Linked DNA regions of Capsicum annuum: region 2 is linked to region 1. The links are chromatin contacts, called in public Hi-C maps. All regions are on one chromosome and are shown on one strand. The core of a region is the stretch at or near the end of the contact, and the rest is flanking DNA. Distances in the headings are between cores, read along the strand shown.

Region 1 (3,974 bases), core at 467-2,966:
GTGAGGTTACATTGGTTCGGGCACGTTATGAGGAGGGGCTCGGATGCTCTGGTTTGAAAGTGTGAGACACTGGTTGTGTATGGTTTCAGGCGGGGTAGAGGTAGGTCGAAGAAATATTGAAGGGAAGCGACTAGGCATGATATGGAACAGTTACAGCTTCCAGAGGACATGATCCTTGATAGGAAGATTTAGAGGACGCGAATTAGGGTAGAGGGTTAGGGGGTAGGAGTGCATCGATAACAGTAGGGGAGAGTACTTTATTTGTGTCTGAAGTTTCTTGTTCGTGGTGTTTGAGTGATGTCTCGAATAGATAGTTTATAGTATTATCTTGTGGCTGTATTGTTTTTTGTATTAGCTAGCAGTGTTAGTTTATTTTGCATACTGTATTAGTGTATATGCATTTATATTTTGTGTCTGTTATATTGTTATCGGTCCTGAGTTGGGGGTCTATCGAAAATAACCTCTCTACTGCACCTGAGGTAGTGGTATGATCTGCGTACGCTCTACCTTTCCTAGACCCCATTATATGGAAATACTTTAGATATGTTATTGTTGGTTGTTGTATTAACATGAATATTGGTTCTATGACTGACACGTGTCTCCAAGATTCTTAATGACCACTAATTCTAAGCAAATAAAGAAAACGAAGGTACCACTCACCCCGGGTGTGTTAGCATTACGATATGGTTAACGCGCCCCCCCCCCCCCCGCCCCAAAAAAAAGCATTATTGAAATTTAAAAAAATAAAAACGGAGGGCCTCCCAACATGGCCTTTAATCCACCGAAAGACCACTTTGAATTCTATAGTATTCAACTCACAATTATTAAAATCTTCTTTTTTTTTTTTTTTTGGTAGTTTGGTTGGAAAATAGTTATCCCTGAATAACTAATTTTGGAATTAATTATTTCAAGATTATTTAAAATAATTTATCTCATCATGAATAAGTTATTTCAGTGTAAATAGCGAATAAGTTATCTCGATATTGATTAATTCCTCCAATCAAATATAAGATAAAATGTATTTTATCTCAGGATTACTTAGAATATTAAAATCCTTTTCCCACGAATAAAGAGAGTTTACTGGGCATGTCCATGAATGCAATTTTATTTAGATTTTTAAAGTTGAAATTGGAGTTGACGTTGTATTTAAATATTTTTTAACATAAATATATAAATTTTAATGTAATTTATCTAAAATATATGAAACAATTTTAAAAAATTATTTTTGTAAACAATATAAAAAATTTTGAGATAAATTTGAAAAAGAAAAATTTAGAAAAAGTAAAAACAAGATTTTGAGTATTTTTTAAGTTTCAAATATAATTTTAAATTATATTTAAAATTTTTATGATTAAAAGCTATTTTTTAAATAAAGTGAAAAAATATTTTGAGAAAATTTCAAATATTTTCATGTTATTACGAATAGATTATTACTTTCTCCGTTATATATTAATTGATCATCTTACTAAAAATCAAAATTAATTGATCATTTACTAAATCAAAATATAATAAATATTATTTTTTAATTTTTCTCTATAATTAATATACGCTTTAAAAGTTTAAATAAATTATTTTTATATTCATTCATTAATATGGATTAAAAATACTATATAGTAATAAAATTGATTAACAATGTCAACAATATGAGACGAATATCAAATACCGAATGAAAATGAGGTTTTAACCACACGTGCCACCGCACGAGGCAGTCACGTCACAGACCAATAGCATTACGTTTTTGTCAAATGGGACCCACCCATGATAGTCACAAACTTCTCCTCATATTCCCCGTATCTTCTCACGCGCGCGTGTAACCCAACCTCCACGACAACAATCTCTGCAACTAGCTTAGGCACTGTTTGTTGTACAAGAATTACAAAATTCCGAGCCAACCAAAAATCAACGTTCACCCTTCAAACTTCTTTCGATTTATCCGATGATGTAATGAAATCCACCAAAATACCCTCCACTCAATTTCAATTGAACTTTTTTTTTTTGTTCTATGATTGCCGTGTGACTGTTCGTTTTTTTTTGGGGTGCAAATGGAGCTGTTTGATTCTCAATTGAAGCTTTTTTTGCGTTTTTAGGTAATAATTACTTATATCCTTTTCATTTCTTTCAATAATTTTGATGTTTTTCGTCTAAATTTTGTGTTATTTGAATGTTTATTGATGGAAATGCTTGCACCCAAGGGTGTGGCCTAGTGGTCTCAGGTTTGAATTCTAGCAGAGGTAAAGAACACCAGACAATTCTTCCCATCTGTCCTACCGTTGGTAGATAGAGTTACCTGGTATTTGTTGGTGGTAGGAGGTGGCCGTCGATTTAGTCGATGTGCGCGAAAGCTCACCACGGTTTTCCGAAAAAGAAAAGGCCATAATCCTGAATTCTTGATTTAGCTTCATGTTTCCTTGTGTGTGGTGTGTGTGTGTTTGGGATTGGAAAGTGATTGGGATTATCTTCCATCCCAAAGGGGTGATTTTTTTGGTAACTGTGGTGTCGGTGCTAGCTTGTGCGCAGGTTTTAGGTAATTCTGTCCATTAAGGCTAGGAAAGATGGGAAGAAATCACCTACTTTTTTCGTTTCTATTGGGCATCCCAAAGGAGTGATTGTTGATTTCTGCATGGCTTCATGACTGTAAATTTGACATATATTTTATTTTTTCTAATTTTGATTGTTTTACAGATAGGAGGGTGTGGAGGGTGCGTATTAGGGTAGAACATTAGTAGGTAGTGCAGTGTTATCTTTATTTTCTAGGGTTTAGGCTTGTTGGTGTTTATGGTTGTACTAGCTGTGACTGTAGTTCATGCTTTTGATATCTGTCATCGTCTGTTGTTTATTGTGTTTCAGTTATCACACTATTTTTGTTGTTGTTCTTGTTCTGTTCATACTTCATATAGGCTTTCCACTGCTTTCCTTGTTAGTTGTTATGCTTTCTTCTTATTTGTACTTGTATTTGTTGTACTTGAACCGAGGATCTTTTCAAAATAGCCTCTTTATCTCCACGAGATAGTGGTAAGGTTTGCGTACACTCTACCTCCCTAGACCCCACTTGTGGGACTTGTGGGATTTCACTGGGTATGTTGTTGTTTTTGATTGTCTTATTGTTGCTGCAATTGGATTTCTCTTGTGGGGGGCTGGGGTGGGCTAAGTTGCCTTACAACATTCTTTATAGTTTGCCTAGAAGAAAAAACAGGAAAAAGCAAAGATTTCATATATGCATACCAATTATTTGGAATTAACTTAGTTGATATGAACCTTTTGCGAGGATAGGAGTTTGCTTGGGGCATTTATAATCTAGTCAGCGACTAGAAGGATTCGTTCAGTCTAATTTGGGCTTGAAGCATAGTTAAATTGATTATGTTTCCTGTTTTTGCATAGATTAAGTAGGTTGAGATTAAAAGTTTCAACTTTGACTCTGAGTCTGGACTTCTTACAACTTTGTTTTCAGTTTATCTGGTGGGGGTACTGAGATTAAGGCGGAAGCTTTAGGTTAAAGCTGATGTCTAGTGCTAAATTAACTTGACATGATTAATTCTATTCCGAGCAAAAGGGAAAAGATGAATATAAGAGGTTAGCCTTGTAGAAACATGGTTTAATAGCTGGTGGATTTTTCTTGCATTCTGAAATTTATTCATCTCTTATCCGGTTTGATAATACTACACACTACACAACTTCTATCACTACCCAACTCCAGTGTTATCAAAAGAAAAAAGCGTAAAAAAGTTGTAAGATCCATTGGGGCTTTTCAAAAACATGAATAAAGTGTGGGCTGTAATTTTAAAAAGCGTAGATAGAAAAAAAATACAAATATATTTGTTTAGTCTAAGATTAATATTTATAAGCTTCAGCGACAAATATATGAACAAAAGAATTGAAAAAATTTTCGATTAAGTGAAATATCAATTGTTTAGTGTCGGCTCTTCAAAAGAGGCTCATTGGCGAGAAAAAAGTATGCCTTTGAAAATTGATGATGA
Region 2 (3,974 bases), core at 918-3,417, 790 kb after region 1:
CTTACATGAAATTAGTTGTCTGATTCACTTTTACAGTTAAGGCATCGTCATCTTCCCTCACATACAAATCTCTTAAGCCACTAGACAAAATATCCAAGCCTGTCTCTGCTGAAGATATCAATGAAACTGATTGTTGCCTCCTCTCAAGCGCTTGTGCAGTGAAGAGAGAAAGCGGACACCTGATTGAATCATCAGCTTGTCCACTTGGAGAAGAATTTGGCGATGAGTTTAGAGATTCCTCCCTTAAAAAAAAATTTCTCATTATTGACAGGGTTTTTAGATGTATTAAACATTAAAGTTTCAAATATTTCATTGAGGGATCGACTATCTGTCTTCGGGTGCATGTGATAATCCATCTCAACATTTGCAGTCAGTAAAGCTTTGAGGTGTTCATCCCTCAGAGGGAAGACGCTGATGAGATGTTCTAGCATGAATTCACTCACTTTGCAAAGGACCTTCGAGGAAAAATGTGCTAGACCCTGTTCAAAATATTAACAGAAAGGGAACCTTTCCTCTTTTCAGAACTATTTAAGTTGCAATAGGAAACGAACAATCCGGTAGAAGAAGTTAGAGATACAGAAAGTACAAAAAAACAAACTAATAATAGTCTTCTTCTTTTTCTTCTTCTTATATAATCCATATGTTCATGAATGTGAATCCACTTTCATCTTTCTACGGAAGCAATCTTCTCATTTACGATCAAAACCTAGCTGATAAATAATTTGTCGAGGACATGTAACAAATCGACTACCTGGGGGAAATATGGATTAGAGATCACTCCACATAAAGCTGCATCAAGCTCCTCCAAAGAGTCTCTGTAGTCGTCTGAGCTACTTAGGTCTCTCATCACCTATATGCAGAGGCAGAATAAGCCACAGTTTATCTACAACATGTTTTCCAAGAGGGTTTATGGAAGCAAGGAAAACATATACATCTCAATGGACAACCTAAAGCATCAACATTTTCCACTAAAGTAGCAACATTAAGCAGTCGTAACAGAGGATCAACCAGAGCATAAAACAAACACATCTGTAATTTTCAAGAAAACAAACTGCATTGATTAATTGTCTCCACCCTTCTTTCCCAACTGCAATTGAGACAGTTATACTTGAAAATAAAACAGCTTAAGGAAGATCCAAGCGCTATGTTAACTAGTGATAACGACTGATGGGAGAACTGGAATCAAGCAATCAACCAACTACACCTTAATCTCAAACTAGTTGATGCATGTGGTAGAGTCGGAACTTTCATTAAGGAGGTTCAAAATTTGAAAATGCAAATACACAAAGATGCCAAAGGGAATTCAATATCTACTATGCATAGATAACACATAAATAATGTAATTTTTCGTCAAACAGGGTCCAATCCCCTTGACCCTACCTGGCTCCACCCCTAGTTGGGACCAACTATACATGCATGCTCTCTATCAACAGCTTAGAACCAAAAAATGGGCTTTACAAAAAGCAAAGCTGAAAGGAGAATACAATTACTGTCTAAATCTGTAGATTCCTTATAATATGATAAAAGAGTAGCAAATAAGGGTACAACAGCTGGTGGCAGAGCAAGCATTTTCATTAAGAGGCTCAGAATATAAAGATGTAAACACACGAAGAAATTAAAAGAATTCAACATATACACATATATACACACACGCACACATACTTTTGACCTTATATATACACTGTATTTTTTTGAAGAAGGGGTTCAAGAATTCAGCACACATATTAAAAGCAATTTACACACAATTTTAGCAACAATATTTAAGAGTTTGTTAATTTTGATTAAAGAGAGAAGAGGGACTGACGTGTTCAAGAAAGAGAGCCAACTGAAGCGCATTCTTAATGTTTTGGGAATCCCAGTGGGCAAGACGACCAGATGATTGATGCCCAGAAGCAAGAATGGTCATATCTATGAACCCTTTTACCATTTTCACCAAATCTTCCAGAGATGCATCTGGGTATGACCAACTCCCCATCTTCCAAACGACTCTCACTCCTTTCCCCGCCTTAACGAAACCAAGGGAAATTCTTCTTCTTTTTATTTTTTCTCAAAATAAAACAAACATTACACGTGCTCAGTCCCCCAATTAATGTCAATTGATTTTATATTATTAAAAAAACAAAAAACAACCTGATCCACTAAGGGATCGTTTGGTAGAATGTCTCAGTAGGTGTATGGCCTGCTTGGGTGTTTGAAAATCTAAATTTTTTGAAGTAGAAGTTTGAAATTATGTTTAGTCATAAATATAGATTGAAGTTATTTTTTGTTTTTTGTGAGAGAAGTAAAAGTTTCCAAATACAATTTTTGAAATTTTTATGGTCAAATACTACAATTTTTACTAAATTGATATAATTTTTGAGAAAAAAATATTCTCATGATCAAACACCCTCTAATAATAGTGCAAAATATGATGTATTAGTATGCTAATATTAGTGATGTTTGCATTAATTATGCTGAAATTTCTCTTATGCAGTATTTGATTTAGTTATGCAGATTTTAACACCAAATAGAGCTAGTAGTTAAACACTGATTGAAAAGTGTACCAAATATAACAATAACAACAACAAATTCAGTGTATTTTCACACAGTGGGGTCTGGGGAGGGTAAAATATACGTAGTCCATACCACTACCTCCGGAGAGATAGCAAAACTGTTTCCGATAGACCTCCGGCTCAGGATAAAAAATAATAAGCAAATTCATAATAGAGCATGAAACAAGATGGCACAATAGAAATGAAACACCCACACAGTAATACCCTATACTAACAAGCCAAAGGCACCCCCACCCCAAAGCTCTCCTAACTACTGACTGCTACCACCCACAGGCACTAACATTCTACCCTAATTCGCATCCTCCAAAACCTTCCTATCTAGGGTCATGTACTCAGTAAGCTGTAACTGCTCTATGTCACGTCTAATTACCTCCCTCCAATATTTCTTTGGTCTGCCCCTACCCCGTCTGAAATCATCCAAAGCCAGCCTCTCATACCTACGAACTAGGACATCCGTGCCCCTCCTTCTCACATGTCCGAACTATCTCAACAGAACTTCCCGCATCTTGTCCTCTACCGAATCCACTCAAACCTTCTCCCAGATACTCTCATTCATAACCTTATCACTTCTAGTAAGTCCACACATTTAACACAACATCCGCATTTTCGCCACTTTTAATTTTTGGATATGGGCGTTCTTCACTGGACAACACTCCGCTCCATACAGCATGGCCGGACGAATTGCCACTCTGTAAAATTTTCCTTTAAGTTTGAGCGGCACCTTCTTATCACACAACACTCCCGAGGCGAGCATCCACTTCATTCAACCTGTCATAATACTGCGGGAGATATCCTCATCAATCTCACCATTTCCCCTGAATCATGGACCTGAGATACTTAAAACTATCCCTCCTACCCACAACCTAGGAATCCAACCTAACTACCACCTCGTCCTTCTGCCTCAAGTCACTAAACTTGCATTCCATATACTCTGTCTTGCTCCTAATCAACCTGAATTCTTTGGACTCAAGGGTTCGTCTCTTTATGTATTATTAGTACATAATAATTTATGTATTATTAGTACCTTTGTACCAAATAAGGTACTAATAATACATAAATTTAATGTTTGTATTATTTTTGTAATACGCTTTATCGGACTATTTCTAAAGCTCCCGCTATGTATTGCGTGGGGAAAAAGATTGAATTATAAGGATCTATTATAGACGGACTTATCTTGCATTTCTATTCCTGATCATATAGAGGTAATTTTACCAATTGTTTTAAGTCTTCGTTTCTGTTAATGATTTCTTAAATCTTAATAAATTTTATGTTTATTTATATTTTTTGTATAAGGAATATTTATTTTATTATTTTTTGTAACTATGATGTCTGAATTAGCTTGTAGGCATTTCAAGATCGGCTCAAGCAAATTGTTGGCCAAAGGCGAAAATCAAATGGAGACCTTAAATTTTCAAGTTTTTT

Evidence for each region. Hi-C and Micro-C count contacts between places; a contact is called where the count stands out from the background.
Region 2: a contact with region 1 is called in a Hi-C map of placenta, with 4 times the contacts expected there. The contact joins the promoter of LOC107863905 here to the promoter of LOC107863907 in region 1. A contact is called at or near these places in 3 of 5 Hi-C or Micro-C datasets (bud, leaf and placenta).

The regions. Positions count from the first base shown.
Region 1 is chr3:39,786,368-39,790,341 of UCD10Xv1.1, forward strand. It overlaps LOC107863907 (protein PHOSPHATE STARVATION RESPONSE 1), which reads left to right and starts at 1,717. Exons shown (of 8, transcript XM_016710105.2): 1 at 1,717-2,087.
Region 2 is chr3:40,577,478-40,581,451 of UCD10Xv1.1, forward strand. LOC107863905 reads right to left here and starts at 2,168. Exons shown (of 12, transcript XM_047409306.1): 1 at 1,805-2,168; 2 at 752-850; 3 at 276-479; 4 at 6-274. The coding sequence starts at 1,975.